2 separate regions of the Mus musculus genome follow, and region 2 is linked to region 1. A link is a contact called in public targeted proximity ligation data. All regions are on one chromosome and are shown on one strand. The core of a region is the stretch at or near the end of the contact, and the rest is flanking DNA. Distances in the headings are between cores, read along the strand shown. Region 1 overlaps Fam189a2 (family with sequence similarity 189, member A2). Region 2 has its middle 33 kb from the start of Tmem252.

Region 1 (5,513 bases), core at 1,556-4,055:
CATCGTTTATTGCGTTTGCTGGAATGCCTTTAACATATTGGAAAGGGCAAATCGTGGGTGTAGCATTTAATAGGTTGGAAAGCAGGATAGGAGTGAAGGAGGTGTTGGGTGAACCCATGGCTCATAGCTGAGGCGTGTTTTGCTCAGCTGTTTGGGATTAATGTCTGCAGGAGGAGGGTGGATGGACGGCGTTCTTTGTTTGTATCTGGCTTTGGGGTATTGTTGGCTATTTGGTCAGTACTTTATTAATACTTTATTAAGGTATTAAGGTGAATGAGGATAAGAAAATCTCCTGTTTGTATTCTAAGATTTCCAAGTGACAAAAAGTGGATGGAGTTCAGGAAAGCCCACTTCTGGGACACTCGTGATACACACACACACACACACACACACACACACACACACACACATTTGAGCATTAACAAGTGTAGGTGAAAATTACATTAATAAAAGTAACTTACATAGTTTGTTGTAAAGTTGTACCCATTTTAGGGGCCTTGGCGTGGTCATGAAGACCTGCCTTTGAATATCTAGTAACCACATACAAAAGCTGTGCATGGCTGTGCCTGCCTGTGCCTGCCTATAATCCAACATTGAGGGCCAGATATAGGCAGATCCTGTGAATCCATTGGCCAATACAGCCTCACCAACATGATGAGCTTCTTGTTCACTGAGAGTCCCTGGTCAAGGCATTACGTCAGTGAGTAACAGAGGAAGTCCCCACTGTCCTGCTGTGGCTTCCATATGTACATACATGGATACATGCACTGACATCCACACACGTGCCCCACACATATGTGCCATACGAAGAACATGCAGCATGCATAACACCCAGAAAAGTTATAACCAGCATGTATATACTGTCTCATGTCCCACCTTTTCAGGTCACTGTAAATTAGTATTAGGTAACACTGTTTCTGCATGTGCCACTCATTGTTGCCGAGCAGTCTGCTACTGTATTTCTATCATTAACTTTTGTCATAAGGCCAGGCGTTCGAACTGTGACGTTGTAGTGGCAGAATATTGGATAGAGAGTGTCATTGTGGCAGCTAGTTTTTGTCAATGTGATATAAGCAAGTGGTGCCTGGAAAGAGGGAAATTGAATTGAGAAGATGTGTCCTTCAGATGGTCTGTGGGGTATTTTCTTGATTGATGACTGGTGAGGGAGGGTTAGCTCACTGTGGGCGGTGCCACCCCTGGGGGCAGGTGGTTCTGAGTGCTATAGAAAGCAGGCTTAGTAAGACATGAAGACCAAACCAGTAAGCAATACTCCCTCCTGGGCTTTGCTCTAATCCTGCTTCCAGGTTCCTGCCCTGACTTCCCTCAGTGATAGGGTGTGACCTGAGAGTTGTGAGCTGAGATAAATGCTTTCTTCCTCTAGTTGTTTTCAGTCAGCGTTTTGTCAGAGAAACAAGCGAACTAGACTAGTTGTAAAATATTAATCTAACTTAAAGTAAGTGATATGATTTTATAACTTAAAATAAGGGCTTGCAACTGGGTAAGGCTGAGACTGTCAGCTCATAAGTTAAGTCTCAGTCACTATGCTACATGGGTTTATATGCATCTTAGTAAGACAGCATTATAGCCAGGTGTAGTGATGCATGCCTGTAAAACCAGCATTTAGGAGGCTGAGGCTGACCATGGAGAGTTCAAGGCCAGTCTGTACTACTTAGAAGACCTCTTCTTACGCAACAAAACCAACACAAACAAACGAAGCAGCGGCTGAGAGATGAGAGATGGCTTAGTGTTTCTTGCAGAGGATTCAATTCCCAGGTGGCTCACAGCTGCCAGGAACACCAGCTTCAGAGGATCTGATGTCCTCTTTGTCCTCTGGAGGCACACATGTGCACACACACACACATCTCTCTCTGTCTCTGTCTCCTCTCTCTCTCTCTCTCTCTCTCTCTCCCTCTCCCTCTCTCTCTCTCTCTCTCACACACACACACACACACACCCTGCACCAAATACATTAGTTTAAGAAATGAACACAATGTGTGTAGAAAGAAACTGGCAGTGCCTTTCAGCTGTGCCTGGCTCTTCCTCTGAACCACACAAGTCTGCCTTTTGGAGCTTAGTTTTCCTGCCTTGAGAAGATAACTTCGTAATACAGGCTCAACTCTCCCCTCCCCCTCCCCCCACTTGGGTGTGTATTGCACCCCTCCCTCCCTCCTTTCCTTCCTTTCTGTGTTGCCCAGGTTCCCCTCCCTTGCTTCCTGAGTGTTGGAATGTGCCAGAGGTCAATGTAGGGAAGAGGCCTTGTTGCATTAGAGAAACCAGTGGGGCCTTTTTTTTTTTTTTTTTTCCAAGACAGTCTCAACTTTGAACTCCATGTGTAACTGAGGCTGGCCTTGTTCTCTGCACCCTCCTGTCTCTGAGCCCCAGAACTGGGATTTTAGGGATGCTTCAGTGCACCTGGGGCATTGTTTTGCAGATCTGGGTTTAGCTGTCCAGCTTTGGCACCTCCTGGCTTCACCTCCCCCTTCACATACTGGGCATTGCTTGCCTAGGTCTTTCTTCCCCTAGCCCAGTGCTTGGCTGTGGGTTTCTTTGGCTCTCAGCTCAGCAGCCACAGCCACACCCTGAGGAGGCACTTTCCCTGGCTACCCCAATGACTGCTTCCTGCTTTCCAGAGTGTAGTGACCTAGCCAAGAGCATTGAGGCAGCCTGCTTAGCCTGTGGACTGGCTGCTTAGGGTTCTGTGTGTCTCCCCAGGAGGCTCTTCACTTCCCCTTCCAGCTCTAGGGCCAGTTCACTCTTATGCTTCTGTGGCTGTGTGGAGGAGGCTGGGGCAAGACTGGCCATTGGCCCCCATCCAGCCCCTTGGGAGACCAGCTGTCCTCGTTTCCAGTTATGTCCACACCAGCCTGGAACATGTGAGTGTTCCTTTGTAAGGAGCAGTCCTTTTGTGTGCCCTCTTCTGATTGTGACTGCGATTACTTCAGGTTGTTGATCAGCTTGAACAAAAGAGGGTCAGTTTGTCCCAGTTCCTTCAAACTCACGTTTCCATGGAAACCCAGACCTTCATTCATTGGCTACTATCAGCAGAGCACTCCCATGCCCAGGACAATGATAGTGCTGGAGAATAGGTTTTAAATACTTGTGGTTGTCCTTAGGGTAAAGCATATGCCTGTATGTAGCAGTCTAGAGTAAGTATTTTGCACAAAAGGCTAACATTTTCCATGTTTAAAGTATATTCTTATTTTTCTGCTTCTTATTCCTTTTGGATTTTAACAAAAAGTTTTGAAATTGTTTAAAAAAAAATCAGACTCTGTTCCAGAGATGGCCTCGAAAATTGTCATGTATGGGTACCTCAGTTAGTAAACAGAATTGTCTTAATTACATGCTTTTCCTCGGTAGTGCGTTAGTAAGAATCACCGCCATGAACATCCAGCTGCCCAGTAGAGTTTTGGTTGCTCATGAAGTGGTAGTTGGAACTGATGCTACTTTCTTGTCAGTGTGGAGTAGGTGGGGTGCATGTGACCCGCATACTGGTGTAAAGGAAGCTCTGTCATCAATGTAACAAACAAAGGCTCAGGGCCAGGGTGATGGTTCTAGCCTGATGGCCTGACTCGATCCCCAGGACTCATGGCAGAAGGAAAGAACAGACTCTTACAAGTTGCACTCTGACCTCCAGATGCATGCTGTGGCATGCCCCCAACAAACAAACAAATAAACAAACAAACAAACAAACAAATGTATATCTCGGATTCCATGTAGTTATTTTATTTTATTTGAACAGGTCTCATTATATAACCCTGGTGGCCTTGGAACTCACCATGTAAACTGGATGGCCTTGAACTCACAGAGATCTGCCTGCTTCTGCCTTCTGTGTGCTGGGATTAAAGGCCTGTGCCACTATGCACGGCCGGTTCCATTTGTTCATTCTTACTTGTAGGTGTCCTAAATTATACCTCACAGCGAGGACAAGAAATGGTAACTACGGTGGCTACTTAAAAACGATTCTTTGATTGTGCCAGCTTCATTAGAATGGTTAGAACAAAATGGCTTAACTATACTATACATTCCTCCCTTCATTTACTCTACATAAGGTAGGCCAGGGATCTGGCTCTGTTTCCCAGCACTTAGAGACCCGGGGGCCCTTCATCTGTTGAGAGAATCATGGGAGACTAACATGCTTTGTTTGAGGACTAACCTTCAAGATTGATTAACTAGAGAGTCACGCTTCCTGAGGCCCTGAAGAACTGGAGTCTAAACCAGCACATGCAATTGAGGATTCTCTGCATACAAATGAGATGGGCCGTGGGGCTCTTTGGCCCCATGTAGGCTGCTGCATTCAAAGACATCTTGTGGCTGACCATAACTTGGAATGAGCCCTGATTATTTCACAGTGTATGAGACCTAGATTTAACGCTGACACATTACCACTAATTATTAGGTACCCGTGAGGCAATCTTGTAATTTATGTGTCTGTGAAATAGGTGCCTTGATTCAGAACAATATTTTGCATCCTTCTTACTGTGCCATTAGAGATTTCCAGAACCCTCCCTAGTTATTTTGATGATATTTTAATTTCAGATGGGCATTGTAAGCTCCCTTTGTATAAGTTGTAATTCAGTGACCATACACTCTTCTATCATTTGCTTACTCTTCCTCCCCCCTTCCCTTCCCTTCCCTTCCCTTCCCTTCCCTTCCCTTCCCTTCCCTTCCCTTCCCTTCCCTTCCCTTCCCTTCCCTTCCCCTCCCCTCCCTTCCCTTCCCTTCCCTTCCCCTCCCTTCCTTCTTGTTGTTTTGAGATAGAGCATCATGTATCCCAAGCTGGCCTCGAAGTAGCTATGTAACCAAAGATGGTTTTAAACTTCTCATCCTTCTGCCCCCACTTTCTGGATCCTAGGACTATAGGCATGTGATTCCATGCATGGTTTTCTTTGATGCTGGACATCGAATCTAGTAGGTCCTTTGCGTACTAGGGAAGCATTCTACCAAGTAAGTGAGTTGCAGTCCTAATGCCTCCCTCTGTTTTTTAAGGCATAAGAATGTCTGGATAGCTGGGTATGGTGGTGCTTAAGGATAATCTCAGCTACTTGGTAGGCTGAGGCAAAACATCACAAGTTTGAGGCAGATCTGGGTTAACTTAGATTCCGTCTCCAAAGGAAAAAAAGCTAGATATGTAGCTGAATGGTAGAGTGCTTGTCTGACAGACAGACAGACAGGCAGACGGACAGACAGACAGACAGACAGGCAGACAGACAGACAGGCAGGCAGGCAAACAGACAGACAGACAGACACACTAACCCCCCCCCCCATGTATTCCATTCAGCACTCTGGAGTTGAGGGTCTCTACATTTGTGAGTCCTGTGAGAAGCAGGGCCAGCTCCAGCAATGGAGGCTCTAGGGACACTTACTTCTGAGCGTCAGCAGTCATGGAGGAGGGAGGCTGTGTCCCAGTCACCGACTGGAATGTCGGCTGGGGTGTCCACATAGAACAGCCAGAGTGCCTTATAATCCGTGAGGTGACGGAGACAGCAAAGCTAAGGCTGATTTTCCTGCGTGAC
Region 2 (5,513 bases), core at 1,038-3,537, 620 kb before region 1:
AGAGATGGCAGTGGCACTTCCTAGTACCTCTTCTCTGTTGTGGTACTCAAATAAGCCTGGGCAATGAAGACACAACTCAATTAATATGAATACATGCCATGCGCCTAGATTGGGCGGATCTACCACTACACTACCATCTTCCCCAAAGAAGAGAGCCCTTATAACTTGTGGTTTCTCTGGGCTGGGTGCTTCTGCTCCACTTTCCTTCCTCCTCCTCCTCCTCTGTCATCCTCTCTCTCTCTCTCTCTCTCTCTCTCTCTCTCTCTCTCTCTCTCTCTCTCCCCAAAAACCTTCAGCTCCACCTTCCCCTCTTTATCCACCCAATCACTGGCTCTAGGCTTTATTTATAAATTAAGGTGGGAAGCAGGTTTACAGGAAATCACCTGAGTGCTGACTCATTCCTTGTTCGCAGCCCCTCACAGGAGAACAGAATTAACATCAAATACAATTAGTCCCAGGGCTATCTTCAGATCTTCTCTATGCTGCCTCCTCTTCTAGAGGATCTTGAAGAGCACCAGGATGGCCTAAAGACTGTGGTCCTGATGCAGACTATCGGATAGAGCCATCAAAGAAGCTGTGGGAAGATGCTGATATTCAGACCCTCCCCACAGAGAGTCTGTGCCCATTGGCCTGGGGAAGTGGGTTTATGTCTGCTGTATTTCCCAGGTGATTCAAGTACAGAGCTGGAGCCTAAGAGTCCTTCCTTGAGGATAGAAAGTTTCCTTTGCAATCACACTTTTATAGGCACGATGGGAGAAGTCTGACCCCCTAATCCCTGAGGAAAAAAAAAGATTCGTGTAAACAAAGATGGAGAAAGAGCTTGTCACTTATCCACTTAGTCCATGAAACAGTGACCTCGTGGATATGGGAAGGATTTGTCCCCAGGAAGTGCAAAGTTAGCTAGAGAAAACAACAACAACAACAACAACAACAACAACAACAACAGAGACGTAAATAATTGTGAGTTATAACATCAAGCTTTCCTACCCAGCCACTTTGTTCCCAGAGTAAGGGCTCTGAGACTGAATATTTTATAAATAAACGCCTCGGCCATAAGCTAGGGCTTGTTCCCCTGACTAGCTCATGACTCAATTATCTGGTTATTCTGTTCTACAAAGCACCACATGGCTTGTTACCTCTTCTCAGAGTTCCTGACTAATCTCCCACACTTCTGACTGTTTTTGAATTCCTCTTTATCCCCACTCCCTCCATCTTTCTGTCTCTCCCTCTCTGTCTCTCTGTCTCTGTCTGTCTGTCTGTCTGTCTGTCTCTCTCTCTCTCTCTCTCTCTGCTGGATACCCCACCTCCTAATCCTGCCTCAGCTCTTTGGCCATAGGCTTATTATTATTATTATTATTATTATTATTATTGTTGTTGTTGTTGTTATTGACAAGTGATGCATCCATACAGAATATAAGAGATTTTCTCTACAGTGAGTGTTGTGCACTTTATGTGACAAGAAAATCATCTGAGGGAAAAAAATGATCAGAGGAAAGTGAGGTCTTGCCCCAAGGGAGGCATGTCAAGAATGCCAGTACAGTTTACTTTAAAAGCTGGCCATTGAAGGGACAAAGGTGACAGAGTCATAACTTAAACCCCGGTAAGTGTGACTAATGTGGGTCGTGTACACACTCAGTAACACAGCTGTTACTTTTCCTTTCCTCTCAAAATGATACCTGCAAGCTGAGCAATGGCCGCAGAGGGTGGCTAACGGGGGACACCAGATGCCTTCAGACAATGAACCCGAAATGATAACTCCTCCCTCCCCTGAGTTCTACTCCAGTCACAGTATTTGTGTAGGGCAACAAGAGGGAGCTCCAGCTCCATGGTGTGACAGCTACTCGCAGGAGGAAGAGGATGGCTCCTTTTTGAAGACATTGACTAGATCATGGCCCTAGGGAGGATGGGTAGAGAGCAGCAAAGGTCTGAGCCTACTCTAAGGAAGTCTGTCTTTGGACCTTCATGCTATTACAGTGACTTGAGTATGGGCAAAGCTTCCAAGAGAGTTCTTTTTCACCTAGCAGCATCAGTAACAAGAAGATACATTCTCCAAAGTCAAGGTCAGGCAAAGAGTCAAAGGTGAAATAGAGACAAACAGTAGCGGCTCTCTCTCTCTCTCTCTCTGCTTTTTAATATTCCTGAATATGTACAAAATTCCTTTCTAGAAAGTTACTAATTTCTTTATCTCAAATTTTCAACAGAGAATGGTTCTAATTCACTGCTAGACTATTGCTATGCGTGGACTGTGTGTGTCCCTCCAAATGCACACATTGTACTGCCGCTTACAGATGTGATGTTATTAGACAGTGGAGCCATTAAAGGGGGATTACGTCACAAGGGCCCTTTTAAGGCATTGTGTAAAGCATTTTTAAAAGAGTCCCCAGAGCACTGACTCCTTCTTCTCCCAAGAAGGAAGGATACAGCTAAGACTCACTGTCTATGACTAGGAAAGCAGGCCCTCACTGAATACCAAATGTGCTTCAGCCTGGATCCACAACTCCTTGTACCCTGGGGCTATCAGAATTATGGTTCTGATGTTTATAGGCCAGCCATTTGGTATGTTGTGATATGGCCTGAGTGGACTAAGACACCTATTGTTTCTGCTACAGACATTCTCATAGTCTTAGGTCAAAGACTCTATCCACATGTCTTTTCCCCCTTGCCCCTGCCACCATAGCCTATCCCTAGATCAAGGCGTAACATAGGCTAACAGGCTGGATTTGTCTGTTACATTTTGGCTTACACTTTTGGTAAGATTGGAGATTTCCCTTGGTGCCAGCATATTACTATTAATGCTTAGAGCTCAGAGAGTCCTGACAGTCTGGATCAGCTGCACATTCTCTACTGAAAGCGCACGCAAGCTTGTGGTCAGGGCTGCCATTCCTGCTTCCTTTAGAGGGTGAGTCAGACGCTGGTGGCTCCCTTTCCTAATCCTTTATAGCAGTGTGCACCTGTCCACAGTGAAAAGGAGGTTGGAAACTTCCAGATTCAAATATGGCAGGCAAGAGTATTCTGGGTTCCCTTCTGTACGTCACGTGCTGAGATTCAGCGTGCCAGAGCCCACTGATTTTGTATCTTCAACTATTAGGAAGCTATCTGGGCATCTACTGCTGCTGCTGCTGCTACTTTATTTATTAATTATTATTATTATTATGCATGATAATAACTATATTATTTTTATTGTTATTATTATTATTATTTGTTTTAAGATGGTTCAAAGACACACAACATTTTGATAATAAGCTCTGTGTACTATGACCTTAAAAAAATAACAACCAGGTTTTATTTAAATAAATAAATAAATAAACAAACAAACAAACAAACAAACAAACAGCCGGGCGTGGTGGTGCACGCCTTTAATCCCAGCACTCGGGAGGCAGAGGCAGAGGCAGGCGGATTTCTGAGTTCAAGGCCAGCCTGGTCTACAAAGTGAGTTCCAGGACAGCCGGAGTTATACAGAGAAACCCTGTCTCACCCCCACCCCAAAAACAAATAAACAAAAACCACTCTCGGGTTTCCACAAGAAATAATCTTTATTGAGGGTACACTCTGACCATCCCAGGACATCCTGCAAAGCACTATATCTTAAAAGTCTACACCATCACCCAGAGCTGCATTTTGGGGACCAAGAACTTCTTGAACATGACTTTTATAACCTCCCCAACCTTCTAAATTAGACGCATGGCAGGAGTGTGCACTCATTCCTCACATACACATACTCCTACCGTGGTTCTGTCTACATTGGGGTCCTTCCTTCATCAGGGACTTAGGAATAAAGGGATGGAACATAGTCATTTAAATACTGAAAAATATACAGAATTTCTACTAAATAATTTACCACATACCTACTCAAATGAGCACCATGAATGTGTGCGATAGTGGTAGGTAGATAGGGTATCTTGAGGGAACAGGACAGAGGCCTCATCTTACTTCAGATTTAAGGATTTTACCTCCTACTCCCATGATTTCTCCTGATCGCTAATCTTTGTTGTAACATAACTGGATTTGTTCAAGTTTATGAGGGTGTTTCCAGAGAGGCATAACTGAGAAGGGAGAATCCATCTGAATGTGGAAAACACCATCCTATGGGCTGGGGGTCCCAGTCTGTGTGGTCAGAAATCAAACAAAAACAAAAACCATGATAACATGCAATCAGCAGCCACTAGTTCCTGCTGCCTTAGCTAGAATTGTTCTGGTCACCATGGCATCCCACCATGGCATCTCACCATTGTGTCATAGCATGGCATCCCACCGTGGCAACCCACCATGGCATTCCACCATGACAACTCACCATGGCATTCCACTATGACAACCCACCATGCTATCCCACCATGGCATCCCACCATGCTATCCCACCATGGCATCCCACCATGACATCCCATCATGACAACCCACTATAGAAACCCACCATGACAACCCACTATGACAACCCACCATGCTATCCCACCATGGCATCCCACCATGCTATCCCACCATGGCAACCCACCATGACATCCCATCATGACAACCCACTATGGAAACCCACCATGACAACCCACTATGACAACCCACCATGCTATCCCACCATGGCATCCCACCATGCTATCCCACCATGGCATCCCACCATGCTATCCCACCATGGCATCCCACCATGGCATCCCACCATGACAACCCACTATGGCAACCCACCATGGCATCCTACAATAATGAACTATAATTTTGAGCTGTGAGACAACCTTCCTTTCTTTCATTGTCTTTGTCAGGCATTCTGTCACAACAGTGAGAAAAGTAGTTGATCAGATATATCTCAATATAAAAATACCTTATGAACATTTTATTGCTCCCACAGATGTGCCCAGTCCTTCCAGAATGCTTGCATTGGTCTTGTCTTCCTCCCTCCTCTGTGATATATTCACTCTTCAACCTACCTTGCATATGGATTTTCAGAGTCCTGATTTTTGTTTCAAGTCATTCCGTCCACTTGAAGGCTAGCTTCATGACTTGACCAATAACAAAGTGTTCTCTTTCTCTGTATCTCCATTCTCTCTTTTGGTGTTTTAGCTACTCTATATCTTTAGAAGATCTCACTCTGGCAACAGACTTAGTATTTCCATCTCAGTGACTAAGGATACATCTCTCACTCCAGTGTGATGGGTAATTTTATGTGCCAACTTGATAAGGCTAAAGGATGCAGTGTTGAGCAACTTTTATGCACAGAAATGCCTGTCCACCCCAGGTGGGAGATCATTAGACCAAAGAAAGTATTCCATCCATGTCTAGTTTGATCAACCAATGGGAGTCATTTATAAGGGCATCAGTGAAGAGTCCCAAGCCCATGTGTCAAGACTCATGAAGGCTGCATCACTGGAGTCCCCAACCCTAGTCAACCTTTCATTTCATATGCATTTACGGCACACATACCCTGCTCTAGAGCATAATCCAGACCAGATCAGCTAGGAAAGGATTGCATGGAGCTGAATGGGGACAGAAAGAAGTGGCTGAGATCTCAGGTGAGGGTTTGATGACTCCTCACT

What was found.
Region 2: a targeted proximity ligation map of pancreatic cancer cells shows a contact between it and region 1. A contact is called at or near these places in 1 of 130 datasets of targeted methods (pancreatic cancer cells) and 1 of 9 other capture datasets (embryonic stem cells).

What each region holds. Positions count from the first base shown.
Region 1 is chr19:24,014,318-24,019,830 of GRCm38.p6, reverse strand. The region is part of intron 2 of Fam189a2 (family with sequence similarity 189, member A2); the gene reads left to right. Among named protein-coding and RNA genes, the nearest start is that of Fam189a2, 14 kb to the left of the region's middle.
Region 2 is chr19:24,638,590-24,644,102 of GRCm38.p6, reverse strand. No RefSeq gene overlaps it. Among named protein-coding and RNA genes, the nearest start is that of Tmem252, 33 kb to the left of the region's middle.